4 separate regions of the Gossypium hirsutum genome follow, and all the other regions are linked to region 3. Evidence: chromatin contacts called from public Hi-C data. All regions are on one chromosome and are shown on one strand. Each heading gives the region's core, a stretch centred on a gene start, on an enhancer-like site or on the middle of the called end of the contact. The rest is flanking DNA. Distances are from core to core; before and after follow the strand shown.

Evidence for each region. A called contact is a pair of places that touch in the nucleus more often than the background predicts.
Region 1: a contact with region 3 is called in a Hi-C map of leaf, with 3 times the contacts expected there. The contact joins the promoter of LOC107903703 here to the promoter of LOC107939214 in region 3. A contact is called at or near these places in 5 of 34 Hi-C or Micro-C datasets (callus, hypocotyl and leaf).
Region 2: a Hi-C map of leaf shows a contact between it and region 3, with 1.8 times the contacts expected there. The contact joins the enhancer-like site here to the promoter of LOC107939214 in region 3. A contact is called at or near these places in 2 of 34 Hi-C or Micro-C datasets (both in leaf).
Region 4: a Hi-C map of leaf shows a contact between it and region 3, with 2.0 times the contacts expected there. The contact joins the promoter of LOC107903705 here to the promoter of LOC107939214 in region 3. A contact is called at or near these places in 15 of 34 Hi-C or Micro-C datasets (callus, hypocotyl, leaf and 2 more).

What each region holds. Positions count from the first base shown.
Region 1 is chrD05:47,399,320-47,403,584 of Gossypium_hirsutum_v2.1, reverse strand. LOC107903703 reads right to left here and starts at 2,771. Exons shown (of 3, transcript XM_016829844.2): 1 at 1,974-2,771; 2 at 1,764-1,891; 3 at 1,096-1,492. The coding sequence starts at 2,247. The coding sequence ends at 1,382. It overlaps LOC107903702 (protein PLASTID REDOX INSENSITIVE 2, chloroplastic), which reads left to right. Exons shown (of 3, transcript XM_016829842.2): 3 at 602-982. The coding sequence ends at 796.
Region 2 is chrD05:47,371,073-47,375,287 of Gossypium_hirsutum_v2.1, reverse strand. It overlaps the pseudogene LOC107902296. Among protein-coding and RNA genes, the nearest start is that of LOC107903703, 28 kb to the left of the region's middle. Within about 2 kb of position 1,982, at least 3 of the 9 cell types and tissues checked have an H3K27ac peak or open chromatin away from gene starts, as enhancers often do. A contact at or near this core is called in leaf, where this site is marked.
Region 3 is chrD05:47,046,752-47,050,743 of Gossypium_hirsutum_v2.1, reverse strand. LOC107939214 reads right to left here and starts at 2,037. Exons shown (of 7, transcript XM_016872507.2): 1 at 1,609-2,037; 2 at 1,420-1,500; 3 at 1,129-1,305. The coding sequence starts at 1,696.
Region 4 is chrD05:47,302,232-47,306,269 of Gossypium_hirsutum_v2.1, reverse strand. LOC107903705 (WAT1-related protein At3g28050) reads right to left here and starts at 1,545. Exons shown (of 9, transcript XM_016829849.2): 1 at 1,454-1,545; 2 at 1,110-1,348; 3 at 952-1,014; 4 at 740-853. The coding sequence starts at 1,291.

The DNA of each region.
Region 1 (4,265 bases), core at 1,522-4,021, 350 kb before region 3:
ACAAACATCAATATTATCATTCACAGTAGCTGATTTCATCTGGCTTCCTTGTCATCACATCCAAATGGGTTTATACCGTTCTATTGTACACGATGTGATCAATGGTGATAGGTGATCATGTTCAGTCACTAAGCCTCGCCTGTTAATCCCTGTAATCAGAGAATCATATAACAGTTTGAGAATAGTGGTTCACAGCCCTTTATTCAAATCTTCCAATCCAGACAACATAATTTTAATTGCCTACTTTTGGTTGTTTATAGCTTTTATCAGCAATGATTTCTTCTAAATCAAACATTTTTGTCTCTTTAAGAGGCCTGCTTTTTGATTGAGCTGGAAATTGTTCAATAATTGACCCCAAATGAAATATCTGGCACGAAAATAACAAATCACTCCTTCCCTGACAGCTAGTCATGTTCTTCCTTATGTGAATGTTTGGCCCAATGCAGGGATTTCTCTGAATTTGGCTTCTACATACATGTGATATAGTTAGTGTTGAAGATTACTTCTACCTGTATAAGCCTTACCTACAGAAGAATACAAGTCTTGATATTGAACTTAAAATTTTTGCGAAGCTTACTGTTTTTTCTATTGTTGAAAACAGATATTTAATGATTTCTTGCACAATGAGTATGGAGGACCTGGAACACTGTTGGTGGAGCCTTTCACAGATATGTTTGTAGCTTTGAAGGAGAAGAAATTACCTGGAGCACCTGTTGCTGCTCGGGCATCCTTGTTATGGGCCCAAAACCACCTTGATCATGATTGGGAGGTTTGGAACTCAAACTCTCCCAAATGATTTCCTCCACATGTTTCATAACATATTTTTCCATTATCATCACATTCATAACATTATTTTCCATTATCATCAGTTGTAACTATGTTACTTGGAGTCAAATATTCACTCAAACTCAGATATGAGTGTTAGATATAGATGTGTATCAGACACGGATATGATTAAACTTTTCTAAAGTTTTTTATACAATTGGAGGATCTTGAAAGTCATATTCTCGTATCCATAAAATAAAGAGTTTGATCAACATAGCATTGTGTTGTACTTTTTGAAAGTGATCAAGTTTGGGATTTGTATGAAAGTAGTGAGTGAAAGACTGAAAGTCCTAATTTCATATAAGAATATTACTTGTAATACAATTTAGGATCCAATGTTCCTCTGAACTGAGAATCTTTACATATGTTTATTTTTCTTGAAACAGATTTCAAGTTGGGAGCTTTGATTGCAAGTTGAAATCTTTGGTTATCACCTTCATTCGATTGGTGAATTTCCATTTTCCCTAATTTGGGGTTTCATTGAACAAAAGAGGCAGTTCATTGCCATTCCTAAAACCAATCTGCACTTAAGAAAAGAAACTTGAAAACAAAACTATTAGCCTACAGCCTCAGAGATGCTCTGTAATGATGGCCGCCATGATTTTGACCTCATTGAAGCAGCGTTCACAGATGATGTCCGTGAGATTTGTCTTTCATTCTTTAGTTCCTGGAAAGTTTAGAACATAAGCGCCTAAGTTTTTAGGATTGAATGAGAAAGAAAGATTCAAATGAAACATGAAAAGTTTTCCAAACTGGTTAAGTTTATATCTAATCTTAATGCAGATGGAAACTTTAACAATCAATTTATGATATCCTTCCAATATGATTATCATACTTTGCTTATAGTTCCCCATGGCGAGTAACTGGTGTTTGAGGACCCATATTCACAGATTGCTTAGTTGGGAAGAACATATATGAAAGATAAGTGAGAGCCATACTTGGTTGGTGATGTGTGCGTCAGACTTTCCTCCTGAAGTTAGGTTGTCTTGTCCATGGTGCTGCAATTTTTTCATGGATTCCCTTTTGGTTTTTGCATATTTCTTGGCTCTCATGAACTTCATGACCTCTGCAGGGACAGGAAACAAGAGAAAGTTGAGAAATCAATATAAAAGAAAGACAACCTTGCAAATAAAGAAAGTGAAGAAGACCTTGAGAAGTGATAAGGCGATAAGCGTGGCCGAGGGTAAGAGTATCGGTGGGGCGGAGGAGCTTAACACGGGTGAAACGCACTGTATCTCGATCTTGATGATGGTTGGCTTCCTCCTCTTGGGAAACAGGCAAGGGAATGATGAGAGAAACGTAATGACCGGGATTCATTTTCATAACTTCACTAACGGGAATGGGCCAATATAACCTCTCAAGCCTCCCGGAGGGATGCTGAATGACCAAGGCCGCCGCATCGATGGCTTGGCAATTCCCCATGAATTCTGAAAAAGGAAGAAGAAGATAAGGAAAGGAAGGGAAGAGGAGGTTAAGTAAGCAGCAGTCTCTTTCTAATACGACCCTACACAAAGAGGCTCACTCAACTCAACCAAGCACAAGCAGGCCTTTCCTCATTTCCCAACTAACTTATTATATACCCTTGCCTTGCCTCTCACTATTCACATCCAAAACGGCAACACAAAATTTACAACCAGGATTTTATAATTATTTTATGGAAAGCCGGCATGAGCTACACGTGGAGAAATGTGAGGAGTTGGGGTCAAAGTGTTAAAAGTCATAATTATAATTTGTGTTACAGTAATTATAATACAAGTGAGCATGCGTGTGAGTGAGAGGGAGTTCCTTTGGCTGGACAATGATTTGACAACCCACCGCCTTATCCGCCATATTATACTTTTTTATGCTCCTCCGCCTCAGGAATTACCCTGCCTTTGTATTTCCTTTTTCTTTTAATTTAGGAATGGTAAATTTTAATATGCATTTTAAAATATAAATATCTATTACAAAATTAAATTTTTCTATTTAAAATAAATTATATTATTCGAGAGTATTTTAATTTTTTTTATTTTTAAAAATAATAAAAACATGCATAGGGTAGGTTTTGAGCTCATACTAATTAGATCACTCAACTAAAGTTTTATTTTAATATGTTTTATTCATTTTTATGTTAATATGCATAATTTGTTATCTCTATCAACTTTATACAACATCATGATAACAAAATTGTAGTGTATTTAATATTGTTAATATGATGTATTTGTGTTTAAATTTCGTATTACTTACAATTTATTCTAATTTATTTATTTTAATATCGTACATATTTCATGCGTTATTATGATTAATTAGTTTCAAATCATACGTTTCATTATATATTGTATGCGAAACACTCTAGTAATGGTAGATATGGAGAAACTCATGGAGGTCAGCTAATTCAATGGGGCTCATTTGACCCGATTGAATTGGCTTAACTCATTGGTATATATGGAGAAACCCATCTACTTTAAGCATTGGTGACCAATGAAACACTCTAGTAAAACTAGAGTTACTATTGTAAATCATAAGGAATAAAGATGTATAGAGTTTAAATCCCTTAATACTCTCATCTTGTAGATGGGCTCTAATCTCGATCGTTGATGTAACTCAATTGTACCATTAGATTTGAGAGAGTTCAACTATAAATAAAGATCTTCCCCTTCATTTGTACTCACTCAGTTGTAAACCTTCAAAGTAATAGAATATTTTTTAGAGAATTTAGTCAAACAGTTGGTGTACGTTATTTTTCTTGTGACTTTTTTGTTCGTTCATGGCTTATTTCTCTTTCGAGTTTGCTTGCACTTTGCTTCAGTACCTTAAAAGATTTCTGCGAGAATTCTCATTTTTCAATAGTAGGAAATTATTTAAGGTCACGCGGTTTGCTAGACTAAAGTTCTAACTCGTTGACACATACATGTGTAATAGACTTTTTTAGTATTTATTATCCATTTTAAATTTAAATTTAAATTAAATCTATTTTAAATAACATTTTTTGAAAAATAATTAAATTTATTAAAAATGAATTTATTAAATAAAAAAGTATTTCAAAAATAATTTTTTAAATAAAACAAATTATGATATCGTTTTGTTATTCATAAAATATAAAGTTGCATTCAGATAATGAATACTCAAAGGATAGTTCCTATCCACTTTGAATCTACTCTGAGAAGTAATTAAATATTATTTAACTTTGAATATTATTGAATTTTGCATTATTTGAATCCATAAAAAGCAATCAAATATTAAAAAAATTCAAAATTAGGAATTTCTGTTAATATTAATATAATTATTTTTAATTAATATTAATATAAATATTACTATAAAATTATAAAATTAGAAAAATAACATATATAGATATATATTGACGTGGTTAGATATAATTGGTCAATATTTTTTTACAGTGTTAAGATTTGAGATGATATAGGTATTGATGTGGTTAGATATAATTATTTTTAATAATTATA
Region 2 (4,215 bases), core at 733-3,232, 320 kb before region 3:
TCGTATATCTGAAATGTCATATGATAAGTAAACTACGTAATATGTTATGAATAAACTGAAAAATGTTATGTATGTTCTATATCTGTTATGTTATGCGTATATACTGTAAATATGTCTAATTTTTGTTACATTCTATATTTGCATCTGGGGTGGGTTTCACTATGTGGAGGAAGTCTTTCTGTAAAAGACGATAATTTGTCTATTTAATTGGTAGCTTAGCTGCAAGTATTATGTAAAGTGTAATATCGGCACTAAGTGGTGTATAAGATTGAATGAGTCTTTCATACCTCATATGGGGTGCTGGGATGGTCGGATTTGATGTGTAGCGTATGAGGGTAGGATTATATGTTCGTATCTGTACTGCTATGATATGAATCTGTTTCTGCTAAATCTGTCTGATATAATTTAACTGTTACGTTATCTGTTATACACTGAGTTTTTGAAAACTCATATTCTATTTGACTGTTATTTTTAGGTAATCCTCAAACTTAGACGGTTCGGTGCAACGGGAGTTTGGTTATAAAAGTATTTTGTTTAATTTGTTTATTATTATTTTAATTTAGGTTAAAGTGTTTTGTAAAATTTGGACTGTCTGGACGTTGGGATTTTAAACTTTATTTTCATTTTTCATAAAATACTACTTAACTTAAACGTTTTATCGACAAAATTTATTTTTTCCTTCAAAACAATTGATTTCTAGGAAATAAACTCGATTTTCTTGTACATATTGATCTAAGAATTTTAGCTGCAAAGTATACGTTCTAAAAAATGTAAGCAAGTGTCGTTTTCAACTAAAAAGTAAAGTTAGATATGTTTTCTTTTAAACCGAGGTTTTTAAATGATAAAACTTTACGACTCTTTCCGAAATTTACAAGAACTGGATTTTCGGTTGTTATATGTAACATCTCCAGATTTGGTCATAATGTCTAGACCGGGTTTGGGGTGTTACATTTAGAATTAATGCTAAAATGACAAAATATATAAACATTGAAAGATAAATTTGTTATTATACCAATACCAATCAAAATTATGTACAATTGATAGAAGACATTAACAATGTAATTAGTTATCCTTAGTTGTTGACTTTCGAAATTAAATTAATCTAAAATTTTAAAAAAGAAATTAATTAAATTGGAGAAACCAACTTCCCATCCATCTACCGATAAATCAAAGTGAGATTTGTTATAACATGAAATTATCTTGTCGTGAAAAGTTTGTATTTTGTTAATGCAAAAGTTTTAAAGCTAAATTTAGGTCTTTTAAAGTTGGTACAACAAGTTCTAAAGAGTGTTGGAGCAAGTTTAATGCTTTAACAGAACAATATTACAAACAATTTAGAAAATGGTTTGTCGGAAAATCTAGAAAAGTCTAGCCCTAATAATTAGCAAAACATTTAATTTTTTTTATCTTTAATAAGTTGGATTTTACCAACACTCTTAATTTGTCAAATTGAAGTTATCTCATCGTAGGAGACAAACTGATAATTTTACCAAATGAATAGAAAGTTTTTGAAATTATTACTTATTGATTTCAACAAAAAGTCCAAACATTTTAGGTAGAAAAGCAATTATTTTATTTTCATTTTTGATCATTTTAATCACCATATCATTTGACTTTTGAAATTTTAGTTCAATAATATTTGAATCTATTAATTAAAACGATGAGTTTTTTTTAGTATTATATAGAAAAATCATAATAACATAATATTACACATATAATAATATAAAATTTAAAAATAATAGAATTTTAATTAACATATTAAATAATTATCATTTGAGTTCAAGCTTAAATTTTCAAAATTAAAATATAAAACTTACGAATAATATAATATTAATAGCAGAAATATGAATATTCTTATTAATTATTACGAATAGTAGCATGGAATTCATACATGGAAAGCTGAGCAGGTAGGGGCATGGGCAGTTCCGGGAATTGTGGGGGCACCAATGGTCCTCTCGCCCACTTGTATGATTAAGTAATTTATTAATTGCTTGTCCGATAAAGACTGCTCCTTCGTGATGCCCTAACCCTCCGCAGGACCACATTCTCCTCTCGCTCTTACAATTTCAACTCTTTTTCAAGTTTTGATTGCAATTGCTATGTTTTTGGATAAAAACTATTAAAGTAAAAGGATTGGGATTAAGCGCAAATATATATAGTTGACTTCAAATATGAGATGCGCTCTTATATCCAAGTTTGTGTTCATATGTTTTTAATTTTATAATATATTTTTTAATGTTATGTGTTCCTTTGTTTAAGTGAGCAAAAGTTACAATCCGGTAAAATGAAGTATTGTGAAGAGAAAGATCGGAACATATCATGGAAAATAAGTGTGATGGAATGGTCAGAGTTGTAGTGGTTGTCGTGATCTTTGAATGAAAGTTCAAAGTAAATTTTGAGTATTTAGATTTGTCAAAAGATCAAAAATCCCTAAATGAAACATTAGATCCGTTATTTAGTTTTTTCAAGATAGTTATCAAAAGAACAGTTGTGAAACAAGTTGCATATTCTGTAGATATGAAAAAGATGCCTGTTAACTCACAAGAGTATGCTATGAATGATGAGTAATCAAGGTGAAGGAAATCACGTTCATGTTACTAATAGTGAGTACTAAGAGAACAATTATGAAGACAGTGGATATAATGATAGTTTCGTGAAAATTACACTTTTGTAACTCATTTTGGTAAAAAAAGTGCTACTTGCAAACTTAACTACAAGTGCTTTAACAATTTACTCAATGTGGAGGGAGAGGAAGTAGTTATATACCCGAGAAAAGTTAAGAACTAAACTTCTTAATAGTCTCTGTGTTTGAGCTTCCAAGTCATGCTCTTCAAGGCATCCCAATAGTGGAGTAAATAGTACAATCTTACCAAGGAGTGATTCTGCAAGGAACGATATTTTCTAACACTACTATTAACAGAAGCGTTAATAACAAAAAATGATATCTATTATGTAATTAATATGGTATTGATATTAAATATTTAATATTTATAATCTAAATATTAAAAATATGTTACTAAACATTAAATAATAAACATTTTTTAAAATAGAAAAAATAAAGTACTTATAGACCTAAATGAGCTGGACTTCATTTATAATTTCAAAGCTTATTTAAAATATAAGTTGAGCTTTTAGTTATTTTTCAATTTGATAATGTATTATGTAATTAATATCATATTAAAGTTTAACATGGAACATTATAATCTAATCATAAAAAAAGTATATCATAAAAATAAATAAAAAACACAAAAATATTATAAAAAATTGAATGTGTTTTGGTTAATAATTTACATTGATTTGAGCAAAATATATTTTAAGTTGATAAGCTAAAGCATGTATAACATTGACCCACTTTTCACCTCTATTGTAAATGATGATAACTTGCTAAAATGAATTAATCATCCCATATCTGCTATATCTTTGAGCTTTATTGTTCTTATCAGATTATGGCTATGCAAATTTTGTGGCTGAGAAGATGAACATCAAATGTTGAACACCAAGTCCACAAAACACTTAAGTCCTGGATGTTGGAGTTGGTCCATTGGGCTAAACCATTCAGCAAAAAATAATTCATGGCCCAACATGCAAATGCCGAAATAGACATATGTGATAAACTAATCCAAAGCATCAAAAATAATTTATACAAAATGTTTTTGTGTTTGTTTTATGGAAAATGACTTATAGACTTATGCTTTTGAAAAGTAAAATTATTTTCTAAAAGGAACTCATTTATAAATAATTTTATTTTTATATAAAAATTAACTTGAATCAAGTATAATATTATTATATTAATAATAAATTTTAATTTTTAAAAAAATTTAGACATATTAAAGTATTAATATCAAATATTATAATGTTGAATATTATTAAACACACATTTTAAATTATTTATATTTAACAATATAATAAATTATTAATTTAATGTATTATTTTAATAAATTATGTAATATTACAATTTTATTTAATAATCAATTTTAGCAATAATAATCTTAAATTTTAAATAATATTCTTAATATATTATCAAGCATATTTATAAAAAAAAATTTAATAATAAATATATTAGATTTTATAATTATTTTATAATAATTTTTTATAGTATAAAATATGAAAATTTTAATTATAAAAATATAAATATTTTTTTAAATCATGCTTAGCTTCATTTATTTCTCCCAGTTCTAATGTGTCAATATACACTTTCATAAATGTAATATATGT
Region 3 (3,992 bases), core at 788-3,287:
CTCTTACCAGAAACTGCCATCTCCCTAGCCATTTTTGTATTGGTATGCATGATCCCAATAAAGGAACACACTAGGGATCCAATTCAGTAAGAATAATGATCCCACAGCATATAGTTCATCATAAATTTGAGTAATACAAACAATTCACAAACTTCAGAATTTATTCATCAATTTAGACTTATTTAATTATACAAACACAAAAACTATATATCTAAGTTCCAGAAATACGTTCAATGTTCTAATAAATTGTATTTTATTCCTATTACCCCTAAATTAGGTTTCATATTAGTAGCGATTTAAGTTCTAATTATCGTTCCTTGTACAGACTGATCTGCATCCCAGGTAACATCGTAATAGGGTAATACGCATGCAGTGCAGAGAGAAAAGAGTAACACGGTTGAGACATCACACAATGGACGGAATCTTTATCTTAAAAATTTTGCAATGACTGGTTAAGACATCAAAATAACCTAAGAAGAATAAAACTGAGTAGAAGCACGATAAGTTTACATTCCATTGAACTTGCCAAACGTCTATGATATATACATTTACAGTTTACAGCATTCCCAAGTTACCAAGTTGAAAATGTTATAATCCTCAAAATTATTTAAATGCTCTTAGTGAAAGATCTATTTGTTTCCAATTTATTTGAAGAAAAACATAACAATATTTTATAAAATATTGGTAGAACATCTGCACCATTCATCTAAGTTCTAACTTACAAATATTTCTATAACCGGCATCTTTCAAATATATGAAATGGAAATGCATTTGAAGTACATTAAAATGCTTGACAGATGAAACAACTTGCTCTAACTCTAACAAGACCATCAAAATAAAAAATTGCACTCAGCACTTGGACAATGGAGAATGTATGCCAACTCAGCTAAACGTGCACTGTCCTTTATGAGGCAGGTTCAGCAACAGGACTCACTGCCAACAGATGCAAATACCTCAACTTTTTCCATTAATAACAAGCCTTGAAACATTCAGTAAGAAAAGATCACACTAAAAAAACAAAGCATTACCCAAACAAGGCAAACAATTTGAATTACTAATGCAAATGCAACAAAAATTAACAAAGCCAACCATTTGAATAATACTACGAGAAAGAAGAAACCCACTTACACAGAGATAAAGAACTAGACATCCGATAAAGGTTGCTATTAGCAGAGTCCAAAATTAGCAGCTCTCCACTGGGCAAAATCTCAATAGTGTGAGGTTCAACCCCAAGCTTACTTCCATCAAACACAGTCTCCACAGTGTATCCACCCTCAAACTTCATCATTGGACGGCCAGTAATTGCTATACATACATAAAATACCATGGAGACCACCACATCAGATGCTAACCTCAAAGCCAAAAAAAAAGAGGAAATGTGGGTTTTAATTCTAAATTCTAATAGTCGGAGATCTTAACCTGTTTTAGTGGTAGATTTGAGTGACCATAACCATTTCATAGAGGCAGACACGGCATTAGAGAAAACCCCACTTACGATCTCTGCAGGAACAAAGAATCAAATTCATTTTCCATTAAAGCAAGGATTTAGCTTAAATCTAGAAGCAGATCAAAATCAATGCGAGCTTTTTCATTTGTTTGGAAACTTACTTGCAGGTGAAGAAGTAGTAGGAGCTGAAGTGACACCTCCAAGAAGAAGCAAAAGAGCAATACCCAAGACCAACACATTTTTACCCATTGCCACTTCCACTAAAGCAAGAAAAAGAAAAAGAAAACCCAACAAAGAGCTCTTAGATATGAAAGGATATTCAAGCTTTACACATTGAGAAGAAATGCAAAACCCTATTCAGAATCTGGGACTTTTGCAGGAAAGTGAATGAACACTTTGAGCTAGAGTAAAACAGTGTGCTTTTCAATTTTTTTTCCTAGTTTTTTTAATAACAATAGGAAAAGATGGTTCTTTTTCTTGGTTTCTTTTGAGACACCGTGAAGAGTAGAGTGGTGAGTAGAAGAAGAGGAAAGGGAAAGAGACAAGAAAAAGGGAGGAAAAGCAATAAGAAAAATTAATAATAATAAAGCAAAAGAGGTAAAGGGCACTCGCTGTGACAGTGAAAGAGAGAGAAAATCAACATGATGTGGTTATACCTGGATCTTCGTGTATTACTACGGGATTAATGTATTTTCATGATTTATAATTATATTTAATATATGTTAAAATTTGATAGTATATCCTTTTAAAAATATATTTGATAGTATATAATTTTATATTATATCATGATTTATCATTTAAAGGAAATAAATTTATTAATAATGTATAGTTTACTTTACTTTATCCTGATCAGAAAACTTTAACTTTTAAAAAGGATATTAATCTCAAAAGGATTAATCATTGTAAATGGTAATATGAAAATAAAAAATACATTAATTCAAAAAAATAAAGAAGATTTAATACATAAAGTATATACTTTTATTATATCAAAAATTAATTTTTAATATATTATATGTTTTTACTCTTTTTTAAGAAATATTTTTACTTTTTTTATAAAAATATGCTTTTGTTGTAAATATATTGATAAGTGGATATCCATAATTCCCTTAAATATATCTTATTGTAACCCTCAAACAATAATTGTCTATGACCCTTAAATTAATTATTTTATAACCCCTAAATAATTTATAGAGTATCTTAATGTCAGTTCTTAATGTTGGTCCTTATTATTTTTTAACTTATGGTACTTGAAGCCCTATAAATAGAGGGTATGTACAAGCTTATTGTATCTTGAGCGTTACGGGCCTCTTGAATCTTCTATTTACCTACTTATTTATTTTTCTTTACTTTGATTTGTTCTTTGTATGAAATGTGGCTTTATTCTTGTTTTCTTTCTTTTTGATAGGAATTCTCTTGTTAAGACCCTATGAATCAATTAAAACTTCAGATTCATACCAGAACCACGATGATTCAATAAAACCTTCAAACTAAGTCCAAAGATTCTTTGAGTAAGAACCATTGGATCATCACTTATTCAATCAATAGAATAGATATAATAAAAAAAAATACAAAGAAAAGAAAATCTTTCTTTCTCTCTTAATCTTTATATTCTTCTTTTAGTTTTATAATACGTTGTCAGCATGATCTTACTCAGAAATAAAAATTCTTATGTGTTGAAGATTACACTTATCCTCCATGATTTTTCATTTGAAGCTTTAGACGCAAGATGCAAAATTTTGAATGGAGTTTTTATTTTATGTTTCATATTTAGATTATTATTATTTTAATTCTTAATTAATTATGATAATTTTGTTTAATTTTTTTAATTTTTATATTTTAAGCACGTGAAAGATTTGATCTCTATTTAGATCTTGATCAAATGCAATTTTGTGTCAACTTTTGTAATAGCCCGTTTTTAGTGAAATTAGAATAGTGGTTTCAGGACCATAAATCTGAGGTCAAAAAATTTATTTTAGTATTATTTTGTGATCTACAGCATGACATTATTATTTTATAAAAATTTCGTTAAGAAATTTTACCGTTTGTATGCTCAATTTGATGAAAAGGACTAAATCGCGTAAAGTGTAAAAGTTGTCTTCTATTAGCTAAAAGTGTTGTTAAACAGCTATAGAAATTTAAAGTGGAGGTCCTTATGTGGTAATTAGACCATTAATTGAGTTAGTGGATGTGTGTGGCTTGGCAATTATGAAAATTTTAAAGTTAGGTAAGGGTAATTTGGTAATTAGGTAAATAAAGGTTAAATTAATAAAAGAAAAAGTTATCATCTTCTCCCATTTTTCTTACCATAGCCGAAATTCACCATAGGAGAAGAGAATAAATTTTTTTAAGCTTTTCCTTTGCATGTAAGTGTTATCTTGTCCCGTTTTTGTTGATTTTTAGGTTTTTGGGATCGTTGTAGCTTAACCTAGCTTATTAGGGGACTAATTTGCAAAATGGTTTAAAGTATAGGGTTTTATCATGAGTAAATTCTAGATGTTTATGTTTTTGAAGTTTAATGGAAGAATGTGAATCTTTTTTGTTAATT
Region 4 (4,038 bases), core at 296-2,795, 260 kb before region 3:
CAAACATCTTCCAATCTTTTTCAGAAAAAAAAAAAACCCTCCACAACAATCAACCTGGAACTTCCAGATATCTACACCGCGTTATCACATTATCACCCGGATTCAACTTATACAAATAAGAATGCAATATCAAACAATACTTAACGCAAGGTCTACATTGATCATATCAGTTGCTGGCTAAAAGGAATTCATATTAGTCCTTGCCAACAGGATCTCAAAATGAGAACGAAAAGCAGCGAAAACCATCATCAAGAGGAACCTGAGTTGTAAGAAGCCTATAAAGGAGATGAATTGATAACTATTTGTGCAAGGAGATCAAACAAATTTGTCACTTAAATAAGTTCCCAATTTCCCACTTCAGTAAGAGTAAGAGCAGGCAACCTCCTAGGGACTGCAATCTGTTTCCTCTAAGCAACCATATTTCTTAAATACAAAAACAATCCCAAGAGAATTTATGAGGTATAGAAACAAACAAAATGGCTGCAGACATATTACTTCAAACTCAGTTCCAACCATTGACCCTTTTACAAACTGGAATACCAGGATTGCCCGAAAGGGTATGCTCATTTTTTCTGTCAAACCTATGTATAAATATGTGTTGGATACAAGTGGTACTTCAGGGGAAGTAAAGAGTAAATAGATTAAATGGCCTTGCATCCCATCGTCCACATATACTTTATCCTTTAGTTATCAGATTGATCAGAGTATTACACACAACGATAGGAGAAGAGATAATAACCTGAAAGCAACAGCAAGGATGAAGGTGAGACCTGGGATGAGATTAAGCATGGCAGTTGCCAGAGTAGGCGAGCTATAATATATCCCAGCATACCCAGAAATCTGGGCAAAGCAACTGCATACCAAATACCATGTAAAATATGAATGAAAGCCCTCAAATCCATAGTTATGTAACTGAAAACCCACATCATAATTTCCATTAATCTTACATACCCAAGAAGGCCAAGCAAGAAAAACCAACAAAGAATAGAGAAAGTGAGTGGAGGACGGTGTGACCTGCAGGGAAAACGGAAAATCAAAGGAGATAGTGAAATGGGAATTATGGAGAGAGAGAGAGAGAGAGAGAGAGAGAGAGAGAGAACGAACGGTACCTGTGGAAGAGAAAAGAAGCAGGGAGGAGAATGAGAGAGGCAAGAGCATTGGAATAGAAAACAAAGACGAAGTTGGGCATCCCATGGGACATTGCTGCTTTGCCCATTATCATGAGTCCAACTTGAGCAACCTCTGCCATTACCATCCCTACAATAGGCAAACCAATCATCTCCTTCCTCATTCTTCAGACCCAATTTCAGTTCTTGCGATCAACTTCTGTGCCACCTCCTTCCTAGGACTGAATTTTAAGTAGTTGGATTGTGAAGCAAATAAGTGGACACTTTCATTTCAATTTTAGTTATTAATATCAATTTTAAAGTCCTTTTATATTTAAAATACATACGCAGCCATAGCTACCAACAAGGAGTTATAGACGACAAGCAACGAGTCCAAGTCGCGGCTGACATAGCTCCTTTCGTCATTGCCTCCTTACCCAATACCTAGATTCTTGTGTGAGCATAAATAATGATTTAAATATTATACTACAACACAAAAGATGTAGCATGTTGAGTACGTCAAATCATCGTTGAGGCCGTCGATTTTAGTTGTATAAAAAGTTGAAAACAGCTATCTTTTAAGCATTAAAAAATTTCATTAGTTGAAATATTTTTAGTTTTTATTTTTTCGATACGTAGGAACTTTAAGCTTAATTGGTATTTATAGTGGTGATTTCTCGTAAAAAATCACCAATTACATTTCCCACTATCACACAAGCAAAAGTATGAAAGTAGTGGGTTGCAAAACGTGGGGTCATTCCCACGAACCAAAAGACAATTCCAACATTCTCCCATGTATCATAATGCATGAATCATGACAATATTTTCTCTTAAAATTTGAGTAGTATCTTCCATGTATCACAATATATAATGTCTCAACGTTTTAGCCCAATTTCTTAATGAATAAACCCAATATTTATTCCAGGTCTAAACTTTAGTGACATTTTTCAAAATAATAAAATTAATGTGCACACAAAATATGAGAAATATCAAACTTAATAGAGTTTCTTTATAATCGTTCTTCTAACGAAAATTTACAATGTGGGAACAAGTCCCATAGTGACAACATGATCCTTAAATTTGTATGGTGGCATGCCTTTAGTCAAAAGATCACCTAACATTTGCTCAGTGTTAATGTGCTCAATGACCACTTTCTTTTCTTTAACATGTTCCCCTATGGCTAAATACTTAATGTCGATATGTTTACTTCGACTTCCACTTTTTTTTGTTTACAGCCATAAAGACAACAACTGAATTGTCACAATATATCATCAACGACCTAGGAATCAAATCCACAAGTCTAAACCTAGAAACGAAACTCTTTAACCATACTTTATGTGAGGTAGCCTCAAAACATGAAACGAACCCAACCTTCATAGTGGAAGTAGCAACTAAGGTCTGCTTGATACTCCTCTAAGATATAGCTCTGCCAGCAAATATAAATATGTAACCTGATGTTGATTTACGTGAATCAACACAACTGACAAAGTCTGAATCGGAGTAGCCAATCACCTCCAAATTGTCTGATCGTTTGTACGTAAGCATGTAGTCCTTTGTCCCTTTAAGATATCTCAAAACTTTCTTTGCAACTCTTCAGTGGTCAATACCTAGATTACTCTGATATCTTCCCAACATTCCAACTACAAATGCAATATCAAGTCTTGTACAGATTTGAGCATACATCAGGCTTCCAACAATAGAAGCATGTGGAATGTTTTTCATTTGCTTCATCTCAAATTCGTTTTTCAGGCACTTGTTCAAATTGAACTTATCACCCTTCACGATAGGAGCAGCACTCGGTAAATAATCTTTCATCCAAAATATTTCAAAAACTTTTGTTCATATAGGTTTCTTAAGATAAACCTAAGATACCACGATGTCTATCACGATGAATCTTAATGCCAATGACATAAGACGTATTACCCATATCTTTCATACCAAAATTTTTAAAAAGATATTGTTTCACCTCATGTAGCATACCTCTATCATTTGTTGCAAGTAAAATATCGCCCACATATAGAATAAGGAAACATATTTTACTCCTGCTAACCTTCTGGTATATGCATTGATCCACGATATTTTCAACAAAACCAAACGAAGAGGTAACTACATGAAATTTTAAATACCACTGTCGGGAGGCTTGTTTCAATCTATATATGAACTTCTTTACCTTGCATATCAACTGTTCACCATCACTGGAGGAGAATTCTTCAGGTTGTTTTATGTATGCCTCTTCCTTTGGGTCACCATTGAGAAAGACGATTTTCACATCCATTTGTTCCAACTCAAGGTCAAAATGAGCTATTACTACTAACACAATGCGCACTGAATCTTTCTTAGATATAGGACTAAAAGTCTAAGTATAATCGATTCCTTTTCACTGAGTGAATCTTTTCACAACGAGTCCAAATTTATGTCTTTCTATGTTGCCCATTGAGTCTCTTTTTATTTTGAAGACTCTTTTACATCCAATGGTTTTTACCCTTTCAGGCAACGACACAAGATCCCCAACATCATTACTTTTCATGGAATTTGTCTATTCTTTAACAACTTGATCTACTAGAGTGTTTTCAATAGCTTGCAGATTTTCATTGATTGGTTGTTCAACACCTGGTTGAGCTTGAAGGATGTTTTGTATGATAACCAATCTCTCACCTGAAGTGAAAGGTTGTCCTATGAGAATCTTGTCCCGAGATAGATCTCTTCCACTGATTGAGTCATTCTCAAGAAATTTTACATTTCTCAATTCCACAATTTTTGTGTTATGAGATGGATAATAGAATCTGTATCATTTGGACCTTTCGGCATAACCAATGAAATACCAATTAATGGTCTCTAGGTCTAGTTTCTTTTCTTGCAGGTTATAAACTCTTACTTTAGATGGGCATCCCCATACACGTATATGTCGTAAACTCGGTTTCCAACTTTTGAA